Linked DNA regions of Muntiacus reevesi: region 1 is linked to region 2. A link is a contact called in public Hi-C data. All regions are on one chromosome and are shown on one strand. Each heading gives the region's core, a stretch centred on a gene start, on an enhancer-like site or on the middle of the called end of the contact. The rest is flanking DNA. Distances are from core to core; before and after follow the strand shown. Region 1 holds the start of RNF121 (ring finger protein 121). Region 2 holds the start of ANAPC15 (anaphase promoting complex subunit 15).

The links. A called contact is a pair of places that touch in the nucleus more often than the background predicts.
Region 1: a contact with region 2 is called in a Hi-C map of muscle, with 4 times the contacts expected there. The contact joins the promoter of RNF121 here to the promoter of ANAPC15 in region 2. A contact is called at or near these places in 2 of 3 Hi-C or Micro-C datasets (blood and muscle).

The regions. Positions count from the first base shown.
Region 1 is chr9:39,756,966-39,761,860 of mMunRee1.1, forward strand. RNF121 (ring finger protein 121) reads right to left here and starts at 1,641. Exons shown (of 9, transcript XM_065945987.1): 1 at 1,558-1,641. The coding sequence starts at 1,620. It overlaps XNDC1N (XRCC1 N-terminal domain containing 1, N-terminal like), which reads left to right and starts at 2,058. Exons shown (of 10, transcript XM_065944936.1): 1 at 2,058-2,314.
Region 2 is chr9:39,575,704-39,580,687 of mMunRee1.1, forward strand. ANAPC15 (anaphase promoting complex subunit 15) reads left to right here and starts at 1,941. Exons shown (of 5, transcript XM_065946292.1): 1 at 1,941-2,077; 2 at 3,493-3,617; 3 at 4,129-4,188; 4 at 4,498-4,635; 5 at 4,775-4,984. The coding sequence starts at 3,498. The coding sequence ends at 4,834.

The DNA.
Region 1 (4,895 bases), core at 391-2,890, 180 kb after region 2:
AGCATGTATAATAACCTAAACACATTTATTTACTTTTACAAGGCACTTTCAAATATATCTCACTGAACTACAGCCAACCATGATCACAGAAACTTAAAGCTGAAAGGGGCTTGGAAGTCATTTCCACAACTACCCCACTTCACCAACCAAGTGGTATCCAAACACCCCTAGTCTTTTATTGACTGAAAGATATGGATCTAAAACGGTTCTTTCAAAATCTCTCCCTGCTCTGACCACTTGTCAGTTTCTCAGTCTCTTCTCCCCACCTTAATGTTCCCAATGAGGTAAACCAAAACCTCCAAGTCATCCCACCACCAAACAACAGGCTTTGCTTCTCAAGTCCACTTTTACTCCCTTTCTCTGGGCCTCATCCCCAATCCCCACCCCACACTCCCCACCCAGCCAAGGCCTCTAAGAAACTAACCCCTCAGAGATCCCACTGGTTCCATCCCCAACAATCAAACCTCTTTCTCCTATTCCTCCCTGCTGTCCATATGCTGTCATGGGCAAGACCACAGGCACCCCTAGCCATGAATGTACCTTTGGCCTCGGAATCTTTTTCCTTTCCTTTCTCACCTTCTCTCTCTGCTTCTCAGCGCTGTCCCTTCATTCCCTTCAAACTCAATGTCTCCTTCCTCTAGTGATTTCCTTCAAGGCCCACTGGTCACTGAATACACCCGTTGTTAAATGCCTGTTACGTAGGTAAAAGAGACATACACCCTCAACAGCTCACTCTCAAAAAACTCATAAGTCTAATAGGAAAGAGGGAAAGGGAGAAAGAGGGAGAATCACTAATTCGTTAAGACTCGACTCCTCTGAGAAGCCTTCCCTACCCCAAACTGAACTGGTTCCCTCTTCTCAGTGCCACCATTATACCTCCGATGAAAAGACCCATACCTTGGGTTCTTCTATGGGAAGGTCCCTAGCACTTACCCCTGAGCTTCGCTCAAAGGTAATACTTAAACGTTTAAGTGAGTGAATGGATAAATTTCTCTATACAATTGTTCATTCACCCATTCGTTCTATCATTCGTTGACCAAAACTCTATTGACCCCACATTATGTACAAAGTTCTAGAATGTAAAGCGCTCTTACATAAAAAATAACTCAAACCTATAATACTAGTAGATAAACACTCTTCCCTGGTCCGCGTCCCCCCGCACCCCCGACTCCAAACCCAGACAGCCCTTTCCTTTCCCGCAGTGAAAACCCGGCTTTCCCTCACAGAAGTCTACGCCCCTCTAACTCAAACCACCTGGCAGCCCTTTAGTCCTCCCCAGGACCTCAGCTAATAATCCTAAATCTTAACACCCCCACCCCTCTGGTTTCTCTCTCTGTCCTCCACCTCCACCCTTGAGGGTGCTGCAAGTCTTCCACCCCATGACTGCCTCCGAGTCCTGGGTACCTCAGATTTCCCTCTCCACGCACCCGCTCCACAGTTGGCTCCTTCCCTCTAAGGATCTCGTCTCTCCTAGGACGCCTACTCCCGATACTTCCCCTCCCTTCCCTGCAGTTTCAGGTTGAGTCTTTCTTCTCCTCAACTCTCAACTCTTCTCACCTCATCCAGCTCCCGTTCCCCGGCAGCACCGGCTCCAACCTCCACCTCCACCACTGCCGCCATCTTCACAGCTCTCCCCCTCCCCGCAGGCCCCGCGCGAGCCAGCTGCTTCCGCCGCTCAACTGCTTCTAGCCAATCGGCTGTACAAGCTTCGGCAGAGGGGGCGGGGCACCAAGACAGGCAGAGACCCGAAGGCAACTAAGAGACAGTCTGCCTGCTACCCACTTAAAGGTTAGGGAGGGGTGCATTCCGTGTACTTCTAAGCTTCGGCGGCGGAGGAGGGATCTTAGGAAATGAGAAATTAACCTTGTATTATTTCCAGTACAGATATGTCACCAATTTTCCCCTGTGTAGAACCAAAGAGAAGGGCCCCTAAACTATCTATTTTGCGACGCTCCCTCAATGGGTAACTCGAGTGAAGCGTGGAGACTAAGGACTACATTTCCCAGAATGTACAGAAACTGACCCGGAAGTTTAAAGTCCGCTCTCTCCGGGAGATTTGCAATGCGTGAAATACATTAACCACCCGAATGTATTTTTCTGTCTATAGCACGTGTCTTCTTACGTTGGTGGGAGTCAATTTCCGGAAACAGCGGCTTCTTGAGGCCCCAGAACTTGTTCCCGGGCTTCGGGAGGCGGAAGAGTGGTGCTTCGGCACAGAAGGCGGAGGTTAGAGGGCCAAATTGGCGGGAGAACCTTTTTTTTTTTTGGTCCAAGATCTAAGGCAGAGGTGGCACTTCGAGGTCCATTATCCCGGGTGAGGGTCATTCGGGTTTTCGATGGGGAGGGGAATGGACAAAAGGGAGGAAGGGTGGCCATAAAGGAAGTGAACAGAACAGCGCATTCCGAGAAGCGGTGTAAGTAGCGGCTTAGGCTCAGGAATCTGAGAGCTGAAGAGTCTTGCGGAACTTCCACGGCCCCCAAACTGCTTCTTAGGCTCTCACGCCTCCGGATCCACTTCACACATCTTCGAATTCTTTACTATGCCCACACACTGCGTCTCCAGCTTCTACCCTTACTCCCGTCCTGTACATCTTATTCACTATGCTGCACCCCAGCTTACAGTTTCCTATTTAATTTCCAGTACCCTGGTTTTTTTGTACATTGTACATCTGAACCCTACACCTCGCAAGCCTGTGGTCCCTGCTTACACTTCACCCCGCCCCCCGGAGGTCCCGGCTGAATCTACAGCATAGATAGGGCTAGGATGTCTTGTGGGCTCACTTTATTAGATTGACCGTCAACTTCATTTGGGACCATCTACATTTATTTAAAATGGGAATTATATTTATTATGTGAAACTGGGTACATAGAATATTATAAACACCGTATACTCACCACCCCCAATTGACGATTGACATCATAATCTATTTGCATACTCATTTTTTAAGAAAGATAATATGAAACAGAAGTGGGATTTATCTGTGCCCTTTACTATCAGATTCATTACCCTTTCATTCTGCCTAGAAGCAAGTCGTATAATTACCTGTGTATTCTCCCAGTCTGTTGAAAAAAAAACTAGTGTGTATTCAGTGCGCAGTACAAGTATTGTTTCCTTTCCTTTTGTAAAGAACTTAAATGCTATTTTTCTATGTATAGTTATTTTTTTTTTTTGGTAACTTATTCTTTCACTCTATTTTGGGGGGAGGCGGTCTATCCATATTTACATATATTTACATCTAGTTTATTCCTTTTAACTGAATAGTATTCCATATGATATAGAACATTTCATTCATCCATTCCTCAACTAGTGGACATTAGAGTTTTATGCTTTTTGCTATTAAGAAACATTACATGTATCTTTTTGTGCACATGAACTAGAACTGCACTGTTTAAGTAAACCAGGACACATGGCTATTCTTGAAATGTAGCTAGTCAGAATTAAGATGTGCTGGAAGTGTTTATGAGAGAGCCCATTTCCCCATATTATTGCCACTCCTTCATATTGTAGACTTTTCTATTTTTTCCAGTCTTAGAGGAACAGGTATTTGTACTTTGCTTATTATCAGTGAGGCTGAGCACTTTTTTATATGGAGTATTGGTCATTCAGATTTTATCTTATGTGGATTGTATGTTTATATCGTGTCCCCAGTTTTATATTGTTGCGCTTGCCCTTTTCTTGCCGATTTGTAGTATTTAAAATTTAAAAACAATAGCAGTTTGTGGCCCATTATTGGTTGATGAGTTTATTGTGTTTGCCAGAAACTTCTGTGCAAGTCTGATTGAATTATATTGACTTAAGAAGTACTCTTTTCAATGGCTATTTATTTATGCCTACTGTATTCCAACATCTCTCTGAAGTGTGGGAGATGATGAGCATGACAAAAATCTGTATCCTCAAAGAGCTCACTGCTTAGTGCGGGTACACACAGGGTAAATAAACTGGTACCAAAAAACAAGAACAACAACGTATGCAAGGGCAGTGAAGTCAGAAAGCACTTAATCCTGTGAGAACAAGCAATTTGATAGATAGTGATCTTCATAAAAAATACTGTATATGTCTTATTCACCACTGTGTAACCTAGTCCAATGTCTGGTACCTGCTAGACAACCCCCTCCTCAAAATATTAGCTAAATAAAGTATCTAATATTGACAGCTTCAGGGTCCCCAAGCCTGACGTGTAGCGTTGGGACTTGTTCAGTCACATGTGTATTAGTTTTGAGAGATAGTAGAGTTTTTCCATCAAATCACAGGTGTATACTGGGAGTTTCTCCAAAACAGAGACCCTATCTATGTTACTTATTTTTCTGTCTCCATTATCTAGCAGAGAGAAGAAAAATTGTTGAATGTTCAGTGAGTTGCTATAATGAAAATAATCAGCTTTAGTTCATCTAAAGACCTGGGAGGTGACTGAGGACTCACCCTGGCCTCTTCTTTCTTTGAAGCCTTGGTACCATCTTGAATGTAACCTGTGACCTTTAGAATGGTATTCATTAGACTTTGGTTACTGCTGTCACAGTAGCTACCTCACTCTGCGCATTCCATGATGGCTGACCATTTGGAGCCTAATTTTTATGGTCATTCTTTCAGCAGACACTAGTTAATCTGAAACTATGTTTCTCTCTCTTAATGAGGATACAGAAATAAACATGAAGCCTGTCTTCCAAGAGCTTACAGTTGGTCAAGGGACAAAAGACATATGCAGATCATTGTAATATAGAATTGAGAGGAGGGAGCTATCACTTTGAGTGCTGAGCAGAGTGGAGGTGACATTTGGCTATCAAATATGCATTAGATTTGTCAGCGAAAGGAGGAAAGAACATTCCAAGCAGAGACAATGGCATGAACAAAGTCTCAGAGGTGGGAAAAAGGTTTTTTGGTGGGAAGAACACAAGAC
Region 2 (4,984 bases), core at 691-3,190:
CTGCTATTTCCAGTCTTGATCTCTTCCTCCACCTTCAGAACTATTTCCCCTCCCACTCCCTCAACATTCCTAAAGGACATCTCAAAACTCAAAATTGACTCCAGGTGTTTTCCCCCCAAACCAGCACCTCTCATGTCTTTTCCTGCTTCTGCCACTATCCCCAACTGAATTTCTCTTTATAAAATTGGGAGAGTAACTCGGTTCAAATGTAAATCAGATTGTGCGGATCCTCTGCTCATAACCCTTCAAGGGATCCTGAACATGGGGTAAAAGCCAAAGTGCTATTGTGATCTGTGAAGCTGTCCTCTCTGGCTCATATCTCTATCCTCATCTTCTCCCCTTCACGCCATAAAACACTACGCTCCAGCCATCGGAGGCTCTTTGCACTTGCTCTTGCCTTGGTGCTCTTCCTTAAATATCAGAATAGTGCCCGTTTTCTTTTTTTCTTCCGAACTTTTACTCAAAAGTCACCTTCCCAGTAAGGTTTTCCTTGGCCCTCTAAGATAAAACATCTCCTCTACCAACATTTTATTCCCACTTCTCTGATTTATTTTTTCTCCTTAGTATTTACTACAATCTTAAAACTATATATTTAGCTATCTTTTTATCTCATTAAAATGGAAGCAGCATGAGTCTCTTCATGATTTTGTTATTGTTGTTTTGTTCACTATTGTACATTCTTTACTTAGAATAGCGACAGGCATATAATAAGGTACTCAGTAGATACTGGTTGAATGAATGAAAAAAAAAAAAAGGTGGACATTTCCAAGCGGCAAATTTTACTCTTTAATGAAAAACTTTATAACCAGAACTGCTTGGAAACAATGTGAGTCCATATGCACAGTACACTAACTCTTAAATATGTTATCTCATCAAATTCTCACATCAGTCCAAGGTAGGAAGAAGCCTGGGCAGAAGAGGAAACTGAGTCCAGGCACGCAAAAGGGATTTGTTAAAAGGCACACATTTGGTCAAGGCAGTAGTGAAACGATGGATGATTGCTGGCCTTGAAATGGGCTCGTGGGTGATGGAGTTTAATGGGCACTGGGTTTGAAGGACTTCCGTTGTCAGAAGGTATTATGATCTCTGAAGGGGAAGCTGAGTCAGACAGAGGTTAGCAGAATGAAGGCATCAGCAAAGGAGTGGGAGAGATATGACAAGGCTGACCCCTAAGCGCATTTAGCCCAGACCTGGAGAGGGCAGCTCAATTCCAAGTAGCAGAATGCTGCGCCTGAGACTGAGTAAACACTCAAGCCCTTACAAAATCTGGAATGCAGACCTGGAAAGGCAATCTTGAGACCAATGAAAGGACTTCCCTAGCGGTCAGCGCTTCCAACGCAGAGTGCAGGTTGGATCCCTGGCCGGGGAACAAGATCCCACATTCCCTGGGGCTGCCCGTTCGCTCCCGCCCCCCCCCCCCCCAAAAAAAAAAATACCAGGGAGCCCACTGCAGGTCTGCAGAGTTTGGCTTCCCTACTTGACTCTGAGGTCTTTGAGGGCAGGGACCATGTTCCTAGATTTAGCCCCCGCTTCTAGCAGGGCCTGGAATATAGAATATAATAGGGACTCAAATATTTCCGTTGAAGGCATACATAAATGAATGTATGCACCCAAACGGGAAACTGAAGGAGAGAAAGGACAGACGGGAACGGCGAGGGGTAAAATCACCCAGCGATTCTGAGGTAGAAATAGACTAATTTTCCTGGCACGCAGCACGACAAACAGTCCTAGTCCTAACGCTGGTCGCCGCCAACTATTATTTTTCAGCAGGGATTGGCCAGCAAGTACTGCCTGGGGAGAAAGAGGCGGGGCTGCACGGGGCCGTTGGGGCGGGACCAGGCTAGAGAGACCGATTGGCTGACACTCAAGGCTGGGCCGACAGAGCTGGGCGCGCCAAATTTCCATCCAGCACGTGACCAACGTATGGAACGTCACTTCCACTCTGGCGGGGCGGGAGCGGGAAACAAAAGAAGAGCAAACACGCATGCGTTTGGTGTGTCCCTGGTTCTGGTGGGCTCTTCCGGTCAGGCAGAAAGAAGTGCTTCCGGGTCGCCGCCGGCTGCCGCCTCCCGGCGCGGTAAGTACAGAAGCTAGGCTGCGGCTCCTGTCTCCTCGTCCCTCCTTCCTTCCCTACCCCCAGAGAAACCCCATTCTCCTGATCCGCCTCCTCAGGAGCTGCCTGTTCACACTCCCCTTAACATCAAAGCGCTCCAACTCATTGGCCGCTTCCTCGAGAGTAAGCCCCACCCCGTCACTCAAGACCCGTCACTCATTGGTACCACTTCCAGTCACTCAGCATTTCTTCCAGTTAATTGGCCTTACCCAGGCCCCGCTCCTTTCGCGATTAGCGACCCTATAAGGACAAATGCCTGCCGGAATCCCGCCCCTGCCTTCTTGTTGGTCAATTCCACGATTATCATCATAATAAGCAGAGAATGGGTGGAGGCTTTACGGCGATGGGTTGGTCTTTCGGAGCTGCGTTCTATGGCCCTTCAGTACTTCCTTGGTTGTGGGTTGGGTGTTATTGATCCTGTTAAATGCGCCGGGAAGCTGCGATACACGGAAGGGCAGCAGCTAGCCCTAATTTATTTGACGGATTGGTCAAATAAATTAGGGCAAGAACAGAATTAGACATAGATTATTTTCTCTTCATCTCTTGTGCCTGGCCTGGATCTATTCCCCGCAAGCGTTCTGTGCCCAGCTTACCGTGTGACCTAGAGCCAGTCGTTGCCTTTATTGGGCCTCAGTTTTCCTGTGAGCTTTAAAGTTTTAATTCAGATTCTCTGGGACCTTCCTTGTCAGCTCCTTCAGCCGCTTAAGCGAGCTGAATTTATGTATTCTCTCACATGTTCATTTATTCAGTCTTTTCATCTACTTATTTACTCATGCCTTTAGAATGTCTTACTGAGCCGTACTTGCACGTGGTAACACCGCCCTTCCTTGCCCCCCAGTTTAGCTGTGGTTCATTATAGAGGTGTTCGAGTCCTAAATTTCTGACACTGGGTCGGTATGGGGTGGGGCAGCATGGAGGAGCAGAAAGTAGGTCTGATGTTTGGAGGGGGTAAAGGTAGTTTCAGTAGAGTCCTGCCATCTTTAATTTTGTTGAATTTTGTAATGCAAGTCTGCATTCTGGTTTCCTCTCTCTACATTTGGCTTCCATTCTCTTCCTGCCTTGAAAAGCTTACAAACAGCTTATCCATGAAGTAAATTACTAACTGTTAGAATTACGGTGAGGGTGGTATAATTGTTATTGTCCCATTTTACAGACAAGGAAACTGAGGCTCAGAGGTTAAGTGATTTTTCCAAGGTCAAACAGCTAGTAAGTGGTGGAGCCAGGACTCAAACCCAGGTCTGTCTGATTCCCACAGGGAAAGGGTGCATCTGTGCTACCGTACACTGCACCCAATCCCCAAGTCAAAATGTAAGCAAATAAAAACTGAAACACACACATCTGAGAGAGCTGGATTCACCTGACCCTTTCCCTCAGTCTAGGAGCCATGTCCACCTTGTTCCCCTCACTCTTCCCCCGTGTGACTGAGACACTGTGGTTTAATCTGGATCGACCCTGTGTGGAGGAGACAGAGCTGCAGCAGCAAGAACAGCAACATCAGGCCTGGGTGAGTGAGAACGTAGCACAGCAGTGGAGCTTCAGTCAGGCTCCCCATCCCCCTTCACTGGCCTTAACCTGGCCCTACTCTGCAGATCTGCCCTGGGGGAGGTTTTTGTCCTGAGCTGGGAGCCTAGGTTCTCATCTTTGTGTTACCCTAATTTGCTGAGGACTGTGGGACCTCTAGGCCAGATCAGAGCCCAGGCTCTTTTCCCTACAACACACGAAGTATTTTTTGACTGTTTATTGAGGACCTTGCCGATGTCATGTTCTAGGCTGGTAGTGTCACTTCATTCTCACCATAATCTTATAAGGAACCCAAAGACCAGAGAGTTTACATAGCTAGATCAAATTCATAAGTAAGTGGCAGATGACAGGAAAGAGACTGAATCTTCCTGAGAGTTGGAAGGAAGCTTCTCGTTCACACTTGGGGGTCTTCTTGGGGGCAGGGCAGATGAGTGCCATGCCTTTGACTTCCTTGCTTGGGCCCCAGCCTTGCTCTCCTCCCTGTTTGGCCACAGCTCCAGAGCATTGCAGAGAAAGACAACAACCTGGTACCTATTGGCAAGCCGGCCTCAGAGGTGAGTGGCTCTAGCAGGTGGGGCCTATGTGGGGCTCAGGTGGACTGAAGCTCTGCTCTAATTCTGAAGGTCTGACCTCTGACTCCAGAGTAGGTGTGGTCCTCAACTGGTGGAGGCCAGAAAGAGGTGAGAGAGAGGGTGGGTAGTGGGCTCAGCACTAAGGTCGTGCACCAATCAGCTAGACTCGAGTGGGACAGGATCAGGAGTGGAGCTCATTCATTGGCCCCAGAGAGAAGCTCCAAGTGGGCCAGTCCTTGAAATGGCCCAGGCAGACCTATAGAACCTCCAGGCTCTTCCCTGCCTCACCAGCACTATGACGACGAGGAAGAGGAAGATGAAGATGACGATGAGGATAGTGAAGAGGACTCAGAGGATGACGAGGACATGCAGGACATGGATGAGATGAATGACTACAATGAGTCACCTGATGATGGAGAGGTCAATGAGGTAGGCAGGGGTGTGCGGGAGGGCCCCTGTCCCTGACCTCACTGGCAGCCAGGAGTACAGAAACCCTGGATGCCGCCAGGGGCAGGATCTGGGACTGGGGCTGGCTGGGTGGCTGAGGCCCCTCCCCACCCACACCCAGCCTCCTCTTCAGGTGGACATGGAAGGCAACGAACAGGATCAGGACCAGTGGATGATCTAGGTAGACAAGAAAGGGGGTCCAAGGATGGCCCTGGACCTCCTGCAGAACCAGCTGATCACCCACCCCCATGCTCCACCCCAGTGCCTGAATGCTCATCCTCGGGCACTTCCTCAGCTGCTGCCAGGACCTGATCTTCTTGGTCCCTCCCAG